Linked DNA regions of Zea mays: region 2 is linked to region 1. The links are chromatin contacts, called in public Hi-C maps. All regions are on one chromosome and are shown on one strand. Each heading gives the region's core, a stretch centred on a gene start, on an enhancer-like site or on the middle of the called end of the contact. The rest is flanking DNA. Distances are from core to core; before and after follow the strand shown.

The links. Hi-C and Micro-C count contacts between places; a contact is called where the count stands out from the background.
Region 2: a Hi-C map of ear shows a contact between it and region 1, with 4 times the contacts expected there. The contact joins the promoter of LOC100170237 here to the enhancer-like site in region 1. A contact is called at or near these places in 3 of 25 Hi-C or Micro-C datasets (ear, leaf and tassel).

Annotation. Positions count from the first base shown.
Region 1 is chr8:11,719,519-11,724,994 of Zm-B73-REFERENCE-NAM-5.0, forward strand. It overlaps LOC100272536, which reads left to right. Exons shown (of 5, transcript NM_001147004.1): 4 at 1,115-1,381; 5 at 1,581-2,150. The coding sequence ends at 1,904. Among protein-coding and RNA genes, the nearest start is that of LOC109941660, 21 kb to the left of the region's middle. Within about 2 kb of position 2,318, at least 15 of the 20 cell types and tissues checked have an H3K27ac peak or open chromatin away from gene starts, as enhancers often do. A contact at or near this core is called in ear, leaf and tassel, where this site is marked.
Region 2 is chr8:11,949,232-11,954,707 of Zm-B73-REFERENCE-NAM-5.0, forward strand. LOC100170237 reads left to right here and starts at 3,462. Exons shown (of 8, transcript NM_001130119.2): 1 at 3,462-3,736; 2 at 3,845-4,016. The coding sequence starts at 3,608.

The DNA of each region.
Region 1 (5,476 bases), core at 1,068-3,567:
AGAACAGAGCACTAAGGTGCCGTTTAGTTCACATATTGGTGACATAATGGGTTGTTGATAACGTTAAATCATGTTTATTTAAGTCTAACCGTAATCGGATACCACACTAGAAATGAATACCGACCTATTCAAACTTGTACCGCCGATACTCAAGTGTAAATCATTATCATTACCATTTACGTTACATTTCGTGAACCAAACAACATTTAAGTGTGAACGTTTGGAGCTTCCACAAAGCTTGCAATCGACACAATTCTTAAGTGCTAAACTTGGGTAGATTGGTTAAATTTAAAGATGAGATAATGCTAAGCTTGCACGTAGCTTACAAGGTGATATGTTGCTTGTAATACTAATTATTATGTTGGTCAAGACACATTTACATTTAATAACAGATACTAACTAGAACGATGCTTCCTAAAGAAAGTGGTTAACATGGTGCCGTGGCATTATATCTAAAGTTAAAGGACACATGTTTAGCATAACTTACAAGTTATTATCGTTGATCACAATTCACAAAGCCTCCAATGTTAAATGTATTTCATTTGAGACATTGGAAACTGCAAGCATTTGCTACTAACAGATAGTAGTAAATGATCGAAAGCTTGAAAGTTTCCATGCTACAAGCACCCTGTGTTGCCATTTTTATTATCCTATTTGTTTCTCTGTTACAGTACAGACAAAATTGCACTGGCGGCACCTATGCATTTCCTATTTTGTCTTATGGCCAGCTAAACTTTTGAAGTTGCCATTTCATCTTTTTTTTATTTGGCACACTAAGTTACCCAGCAAAATTTTACAAGCAGGTCTCAAATGTCAACAGATATGCACTAAATTGAATCTATAAGCATTAAGCTGTCATACTTTAGAAGTATAAGTTGGTATTTGAAACAATTCAGATGTACATGTACAGGGCAATTTCTTCTAGTTGACAAAGATACCTGGATGGAAAAAACTGATAAGCAACTATACAAATAGGCTCCTCTCTCTCCAAAAAGAAGAATGTGTGATATGAGTATATCGACTAATGTACCATCCACATCTTGGCATTTTGTTGCAAAAAACTGATGAACAACAATTCCCAAGCCACTGACTGATAATGTCTTGTTCTATTCAGATTAGGACCTTAACAGACAAAGAACAGCTGCTTTTGTCCTTGGAGAGACAATATCAAGACGATGTTGGTGTTCTAGCAGCACTTTTTTTTAACTATGTCAAGCTCAGTCCTGGCGAAGCGCTTTATATTGGTGCAAATGAACCGCATGCATACCTCTCGGGGGAATGCATTGAATGTATGGCCACCTCAGACAACGTTGTACGCGCTGGTTTGACACCTAAATACAGAGACGTGCAAACTCTCTGCTCAATGCTAACATACAAACAGGTCAGTGTCATCATTACTGTTGTTTCTCATATAAAGTATATTTCTTCGTTTATATTGCTTGTTCCATGGGTTCTTGACTCGGCAAGTACCTCTCTCCCAGCGAGCAAATGCTTCAGAATTCAGTGCATGATTTTGTGATTTGCTTCTTTAATTAATTGATCTACATCTACTGCGGGGCGTCTTCTTCTTTTTTATCTAGGCTTTCCCAGAAATTTTGCGCGGAGTTCCTGTGCAGCCACACGTAAGGCGCTACACCCCTCCATTTAACGAGTTCGAGGTCGATCGCTGCTTGGTGCCTCCAGGTGGATCGCTGGTTGTCGTACCCCCGGTACCAGGTCCATCCATCTTTCTCGTAATGACCGGGGCAGGCGAGATTCAGTTGGATTCTGCGTCAGATGGAGAAAAGGCAGACGAAGGTGATGTTTTCTTCGTCCCAGCATACACTGAGGTTAAGATCTCTGCGTGTGGCCCCGAGTCTCTGCAGCTGTACAGGGCCGGGGTAAACAGCAGGTTCTTCAGCTAACAGGCGCGTCGATCTTTGGGGCTGTCGTAAAGTGACCACACTGTAGTTGTAGGGAAGTTGTCATATACGAGAAATGAAACGGTTAGTTAGCAAAAAGGTCTCATATATACTAATGTATAGGGCTGTAGGCTGATGAAAGAATAATCTGGTTCCTTTCATATCTTCTTGATAATTCACTGTAAAGATGCCTTGCAGTGCAATCCACGTTGGATGCGCTAGAAAGAAATAAAGATGATGATTAGTATCAACCATTTTGGTTGTCTTGTTGTTCATAATAAACTGTGCGGGCTGTCCAATTTTCCGCTCTTGAAACATGTGGATCACTGGAAACAAAGAGGCAGAGGCGACATGGATACGTCAATTCGCGTAGGCCCATACTCCTATTGCTATTTTTACTAGCACTTTGTACTCGGTACGAGGCCCAGTGGGCTTTTCTTTCAACAAGAAACTACAGCGACGGAACAATGGTTTGTCATGTGTGTGTGTGTGTGTTTGTTGATAGAGCTATTGTCCCAGCTTCTTCGAGCGTATTCTCAAACAGTGGAGTTCAACAAAACTAGAGCTTGGCTGTATCCTGTATTTATGGGAAAATACGTGATGGAAACTATATCATTTTATATGGAAGCATAGAAACTAACTCAAAACATATTCTGATCACTTAAAAAAAGAGTTGGCCCTTTTTTTGAAAAAAAAATACTACGGTGAAACCTACATTTGTTTTTGAGAGAAAAATCAACTCAAGAAACATATTTCGATCACTCATTTTTAAAAACTTGATATATCTATAGTGCATATATGTACTCACATGTAAAATCTAGGATGCAAATAATACATCTAGAAAAAATATACAAAAACAATAAATTTCAGGTATATGTTCAATAGAAGATAATTCCTAGAGTTCTGTATTCTAGTGCAAAGCTTCTGAAATTTACCACTTTTGTATGTACTTTACAGAAGTGATTTTGCATACCAGCTCGCATGTAAGTACATATACAGATGCATTGTGGATGTGTCAAGTTTCAAAAAAAATCTAGTAATATAAATATGTTTTTTGAGTTGGTTTTCATGTTTTCACTGAACATGTGCATATTTCTGCTGTGTTTGGATGGTTAACATGGGCATCTGGCAAGATGGTGGCCTAGCTAGACGCGTCAAGCGAAATCGCTGATGCTTCTGTCACTCAGGGGAGGATTGAGTTCAATCTGCTTAGCATATGTCAATTGCACTTCAATTTGGCACTATAAAATGCACTACTGGAATCAGACTCTTTCCCGAGTGCCTGAGCCTGGAAAACACTCGGCGAAGTTTTTGCCGAGTGTAGCACTCGGCAAAGAGAGCTCGGCGAACTATACATCGGCAACGGCTTCTTAGTCGAGTACTTTTTATCGGGCACTCGACAAAGACTTTGCTGAGTGTCACTCGGTACTCGGCAAAGAAAAGTCGCCATCACGGCGACTGGTAATGGAGATGGCGCCTTTGCCGAGTATTCTAGGTGACACTCGGCAAAAAGATTACCTTTGCCGAGTGTATTAGGTGGCACTCGGTAAAGAGTTTTCCTCTTTGCCGAGTGCCCACTAGCCTAGCGCTCGGCAACGAGTCCACTGGCGGTCCCTTTGTCAGTTTCTTTGCCGAGTGCTCTAGGAGGCACTCGGCAAAGCTTGCTTCTTTGCCGAGTACCAGGGTCACAACACTTGGCAAAGAAGCTTTACTGGTACCCAGGTGTTCTTTCTTTGCCGAGTGCTATGACCCTGACACTCGGCAAAGTGATCAGTATACACCTTTTTAATTTGTTTTTCATATTCCCTCCAAACAAACAAAAGATATATCACATATATATATCACAGATATCACATAATCATCACAGAAATCATATATACATCGCATATCTCACAAAGACCATAAATCAAACTAGTTATCACAGCATAACCAACATGTTCGAACACAAACATAAGTATCCAACGCTCAAGAACATAAGTCTCAAGTATCTCGCAAATCATTACCAACATCAAACAAGTTCAGACCGAGTTCATCTCTTGGTTTGTTCTATCACATAACGCTGCCAGATCCACTCTTGCCTTTACGTTATCCTTTGACTTATCAGGAATGTCCATAATTGTTGTCCAAAGTGCCCCGACAACATTCTTTTCAGTGTGCATCACATCAATGTTGTGTGGAAGGAGCTGATCGTCATAATAGGGGAGCCGAGTCAAGCCCGACTTATGTGTCCACATATGCTGCTCACCATATCCCACAAAACCACCTTCTGGATTGGCCACGAGCCCGTCTATCTGTTGACGAATTTCGGCACTAGTCATCGTTACAGGTGGGTGGTATGTCACTACGACACATTTCATAAAGTTCTTGATGTCTAGGCGGAAAGGATGGTCAGAAGGAAGAAATTGTCGATGTTTATCGAACGACGAATATTTGCCACCCTTTTTCAACCAAATGAACCTAAGAGCTTCCTTGTAAACTGGGTATGGGAACTTACTGTGAACACACCAGGCGCAGAATAGCCCATACGCCAGTAAGTCATGCATGGAGTACTGGTATCAAACATGCACCAATTCATCAATCAAACGCTCCATGTACACGACCATTTTATTCCCCGGGTATCCGGGAATTATCAACGACACGAATATGTTCTGCCTTTGAAAGGACACACCGGGGGAGGAAGATTGATTGGGATAACAAACACGGGCCAACATGTGTACGGGGCAGCGCTCATTCCATTGGGATTGAACCCATCTGTGGCCAGCGCAACACGTACATTACGAGCCTCTTCGGCTTTCTCACGGTGAATGACATCAAAGTGTTTCCATGCTTCACTATCAGATGCGTGCACCATATTGTCAGGATTGTATCGTTTTCCATTTTGTGCCATGTCATCTGTTTCGCGAATTCCTCGGTCATGTATAGACGCTGGATCCTCAGTATGAATGGAAGGTGGCGTAGGATTGTCACGAGGATGTCGAGCTGCCTCTTCTGTCCATCACCAGATTCTATCTCCATGAACCTAGACGATTTACACTTCGGACAGTACTTTGCCTCCGCGTATTCTTTCCTAAATAGCACGCAGCCCTTCGGACAAGCATGTATCTGTGCCTCGTACATGCACTTTGGCAGAATGTGATCCTCCGGAAGCAGGCTGCCAATAACCGTCAACAAGCCATCAAATGCGTCTCGACTCATGATGTACTGCGACTTGGAACACCATTACACACCCAATGGCATCCAGTTGAGAAACCTTTGTCTGGCCGTGAAGGGGCTTCTGTGCCGCGTCAAACATGTCGTAGAACGCCTTTGCGGCTGGCTCTGGCTCGTCTTCCGTACATCCTCCGGCGAACTGTGCTTCGTGATAGTCGTTCAACATATCTGTGAAAGGGAAATAGGCTTACACCTTTTACTAATTGATTTTGGTGGTTGAATTGCCCAACACAAATAATTGGACTAACTAGTTTGCTCTAGACTATAAGTTCTACAGGTGCCAAAGATTCACAACAAACCAATACAAAGTCAAAAGAAAGGGTTCAAAACAAAGGAGCAAAGTATACCGAAGTGTGCCCTAATCT
Region 2 (5,476 bases), core at 2,212-4,711, 230 kb after region 1:
AACCAGCCAAGAATAGCTCGTCGAGTTCTACCTGCATCTTTTTCGTGGCACCTTCCAGCCTCAGATATTCCTCAACCGACAGGTCATCCGTAGTCGGCTTAATGATGTTGCTAGGGCAGACATCGAAGTTATCATTTGAACCAACCATATGGGGTCGATCTGGTAAATCAAATCTCAGTTTCCTCAATGGAGTCGCCAAAAAAGTGTGTTGGCACAGACCTGGATGCCCATTACTGGGAGTTGTTCCGCTCGGTGGGCTCTCTGTGGCGACGCGGATGGTCCGCGACGTGGACAGCAGGAGCGGGTTTCCCTGCGTCAAGCCGAACGGTCCGTGTCTGGTGGTCGGATGGTCCACGCGTGCGCAGGACGGTGGCGTTTGCTAACGGCACCTGGATCTGGCCTCCCGGGAGGGACCCCGCCAGGGAGGAGAACTCCTAAGGTTTGTCTTGGGATCGACAGGCACCCAAGATGACTCTAGACGACATAGAGTCGAAGAGAGGTGAAGATTGAGATGAAGAAAGCTACGTTATTAGCTACTGCTATGGCAAGAAAGTAAAGCAGCCGATAAACGGGTTGATTGGTTTGATTGATGGTGCACACAATCAATCGTACCCTTCATATATATATGGGGAAGGTATTGACCCGTTCTAGACATTTCCCAACAGAATCCACAGTTTTCGATGGATAAACATATACGGAAAAGGGACTTATCGAAAAGGGCTTATCCGCCTGATCTAACCTAATCGCGGGCCGTCCACGGGCCGGACTGTCCGGCTACAGAGCAGGACCGTACGGCCGTGCCCAGTGCCACAAAACGAGCTCAACACTATAGCATAAAAGTCTATGAACAAGTCATCAATGTATAAGCCAACGCCTATGAGAAGTCCATATAAGCATGGCAGGCAGGTAAGGTGCTCCTCAAACTCTGACCTTGACAATTTGACGAATGCTGATGGTCTTATGTGATCTTTAAAAGAAATCCTCTCGATCTATCAATAAGTCCGATAGAATGACTCTTAAATGGTCATATATACTGAACAACATTTACGGATCTAGACTAGAGTCTTGTAGCTCTAGTAGATACTGATGATCGGTATGTGTGTTTGAATTGAAGCGACTGACCAGCTGACTAGATGTAGTCATGTGATGGTCTAATAGCTAGCCGAGGGTCATCCTAAACCTAGTCGACGACCTCGTACTCATCTCTCTTTTACAACTAGCTATACTAGGGCCTATAGAAGGTGTATCCGTTGGGTGCTTCTCTCTAGTGCTGACGATCATCCTCTGTCGAGTACATGCATGGTATATATGCGGCTGTGAAGGTGGATATCATTGAAACGACGATTATCAACCGGTGGTTTTGCTAACTAGTGATGATAATTAAAAAAAGTGTAAGTAACAATTTGTGTCACAGCCAGAGCCAGTGCTACTGCCACCTGCTGTGTACGTATGCACCTGCTGCCAGTCCACCGCCGCCAGTGAGGACTGAGGACCCGCTCGTCATCAGTACACATGGAGAAGTACACACAATAATAATTCTCTAAAGCATGCATGATCTAGCTAATCTGATGCAACTTGCTCGTAAACGTACACATCTTTATATGTCGATCTGACATGATCTGGAGACCTTTAAAACCAAAATAATTTGGTTTCGTTCCACGGTCGACACATGGCAGCAGCTATAGCTAGCCAGGTCTGCCCGCAGTTCGATCTGTACTGCTGGTTTGCTTCCCCTCCGAAAGCGACCGCCATTTTCGTTCTCATTGCAGTGGTGATAAAAAGCAGGCCGGAGAGGCCAGGGGTCTATCGCCAGCATTATTTGAGTGTTTCTTCACCCTCCTTTAATTTTCCATCCCGGCCCCCATGCATGCAAGCACGGATCGTCTTCTCCACAACTTGCGCCTTTCGTCGCTCAACAAGTGGTTTTGATCGCAAGAGTCGTCTAAGCCTAAGCCCATTAGGGTAGGTAACCGGCCTACGCGCGCACCTTGCGCGGGCAACGCCGACGACGACGGGCGGCACATGCATGTGTTGGGTCGTCAGGATGATGTCGTTGTCGCAGCAGCTGATGAGGTGACAAGTCCATGGACGACCGTAACTTGAACACGCTACGCTACTCTTGCTTATGTTTCACGGAATTCTTTTGCCGTTTCTCACGAAAATAAACTGATCTCAGTGAATTTTTTTACATAATTTCTATAAATTTCTTGTGTTTTAAAAAGGGGCTTAAATTTATCTAAATGCATGGTACAGTGAAGAAAGCTATGGCCGAGTCACCTGGTTGTGGATTCGAAGCGGTTCCTTCGTTTCGTATTTGTAGAAGACCCCACAAACCCCTTGAGCCACTATAAATGGATCTGTCTCTTTCTAGTGTCATTTTCTGGTGTGGTATATAAGTAAACATCAATTAACATTATCAGTGACTCATTAAGTTACAAATATACGAACCAAACATCACCTTAGCATATTTAGCATATTTATGTTCGCTCAAGTTAAAATAATGCATCAATACGACATTAACCATATATTAAGAGCCGCATAGAAGTACTAGAGAATAGTAACGTTGGCATTGTTTTAATTAAGTAAACGTAATGTGCTAGTTTTATTAGTGGCGCCTTCTAGGATTGAGTCATACACCCTTGTACGCAGAGTTGCATGCTGCAGTGATGCTCTCAGATGCATATATTGCATCATTTACAACCAGAAATCCAGTCGGAATTCAAAGAGTAATCTTAGACAGTCTTTGATTTTGGAGTATGCCGGTTCACTTCCAATTTGTTTTTGTTTAGATTGATTACATATAGGACAGAGTGACTCTAAAAAGAAAAATTTTATTCAAATGTTGAACCAGCTCTCCAAAATCTTCCGGATGGAGCTGCTCCCTGTCCTAGAGCCGCTCCATCCTAACTAGCTCCAGAACAAACACTACCTTAGAGCATCTCTAATAGTTTCCTAAACTTACTCCTAATTTTGAACCGGCATTGAACTAGTAGGGGGAAAATATGAGAGATTTAGTTTGTTCACGTTTTGTTATGAACCACTACACAAAATGAGACATGTAGGATGTTTAGTTTTCTTATGAAATGCAATAAAAAGTATGGGTTAGCATACATATATGTAAGCACATCCACTCCTATACGTATAAATATATGGACACAGCTATCTTTTATGAATAATGTCTAGTACTCCTCCGTCCCAAATTAAAAACCGTTTTAGTTAATTAATAGGTTCATACAATATTTGATGTAGGTTTATATTCGTCTATTTGAATGTAAACATCAAAACTAAGAGTTAAAACGAGTATTATTTTGGAAGGGAGGGTGGTAACATATTTGAACCAAAAACATCTTAAAATTAACCAGGTCACGACTGAGCCATCAGGCGATTATTGATACCGGGCCTAAATCTTCATCGACGTCCTTCGGGCTATTCTTCTACCCAGGCCAGGCCCAAAAGCTCCCGCTTGTGTTCCCTCCGCCCAGAACTCCCGAAACCAGCCCAACACCAAAGCTCATTCCACGAGGCGACAACCTTCCTTCCATAAGAACAGAGCGGCCACGCTGAGGAGTGAGGAGGAAGGTAGGAGGAGAACCGTGAGCAGAGAGACATGGCGCGCCACCACCAGCAGCGGGCGCTGCTCCTGTTCCCACTCGTCTTCCTCCTCCTCCTCCTTGCCCCGCCCCTCGCCGGCGCGTGGGGAAAGGAGGGCCACATCATGGTCTGCAAGATCGCCGAGGTCGCGCCCGATTCCGCCCTATGAAAGTTGGGTCGAATTGTAGACAGCAGAGCTGGGCGAGCGCTCCTTCCTGGAATTCTGATGGATGCCTCTTTGCGCGGCGTGCAGAAGTACCTGTCGGAGAAGGCGGCGGCGGCGGTGCAGGCGCTGCTGCCGGAGTCGGCGGGCGGGGAGCTGTCGACGGTGTGCCCGTGGGCGGACCAGGTGCGCTGGCACTACCACTGGGCCAGCCCGCTCCACTACGCCAACACCCCCCAAGTCTGCAACTTCAAGTATTCTCGTATGTATCCTCTTCGATCCCTTCCCCGCCTACCTGCTCACCGCTGCAACAAGAACCGTAGCCTCGCGTTAAACCGCTGGGGGTTCAATTGCCCGCCATCAATGAACGTTTCGGACCAATTCATGAGCTGAAGGCGAGCGTTGTTCAGAGTGTTTGGGACTTTGGGTAGCAGTGTTAGTGTCATTCAAACTGAAGCTCGGGGCTTCGGGCACTGTACATGCACGAATCGTATTCAGCGAAAACAGACAAATGTACTCTCGGTTTAAAAAAAAAAGAGCGATAAAAATGCATTATATTATGTATTAGTATAATGTGATTTAAACAAAATTTAGCAATATATTTTGTTGCGGGGCCAGTCATAGAGAATAATTCAGCAAATAGTTTTTAAGATTTTGCAAGTGAGTACGTTACCAAAGTAGGGCAAGATATTCGACTAACTGACAGAATAAGCTTTATATATGTATTGGATTGGCTAGTTATTCACCGACAAAGAAAACGCCATCAGGTAAATGTTTCTCTAGGTTTGCGCAAGCCCATCGTAGCATTTTCCAGTGGAAAATTTTTGGCTGCACTTGTCTTGTAGGTAATGTTCGTTAGCCCGTTTACACGCCATTTTAATGCTACACAATGTTCCGTTTATTCTGTTTATGGTGCCTGTTTAGAGCTAGTTTAATAACTTAAATCCCATTCGAGACGGGAGAAGGTTGGGGAAGAAATTAGTTCATTTCTCGTGCAATCCTCTCCATTCCCGGAGTTGATTTGAGTTTGTTTCCAAACTAGCCCATTGGCCGTTTAACCGAGCAATCAGGGCGAATCTAGAGGGGTTTATCGGGATCAGCCGACCCCGATAAATTTTATAAATTCTTTAGTAAAATACTGTTAAAGTTCATAAAATTTTATATGATATAGCAAAACTGCTCTTGATGACCTCGATCATATTATCGGCTAGATTCGCTACTGCGAGCAATGATGTTTATTGTTTATTATTTAGTTAAAATTGTCTATCTACCATGGAGATGCCGCGGATGAACATCGATGCCTCCAAGTGTCATGGCTCATGGCCAACCGAATCTATTGCTTCTTGGAGCGGACAAGAGGTTGAGTGAACATGCAGGTCTCTTGAGCTGCTTTGCTTCACGCATCTCCCACATGCTCGGTGTCTGAGCCCATACTGAGAGCACGTGTTCTTCTCAAGCAACTGCTTTCATCGTAATAAACACTGGCTTTGGCTAGCTGTCTTTAGTGATCTCAACCAGAAAAATCTTGAGCCCATCCAAATGTTTCTCTCTGAATATTGCACGGCCGATGAAATAGTAGTTAGAAAACAAAAGGAAAAGGGTGAGCTAATAATTGCACGTGGACAAATGAGACAGCGAGACAGTTGTTTGTGCCGGCTAAGAACAGGATATTTTTCGTACCTTATCTATATTTGGCCCACGTTCTTAAGGGGCAGGAATAGT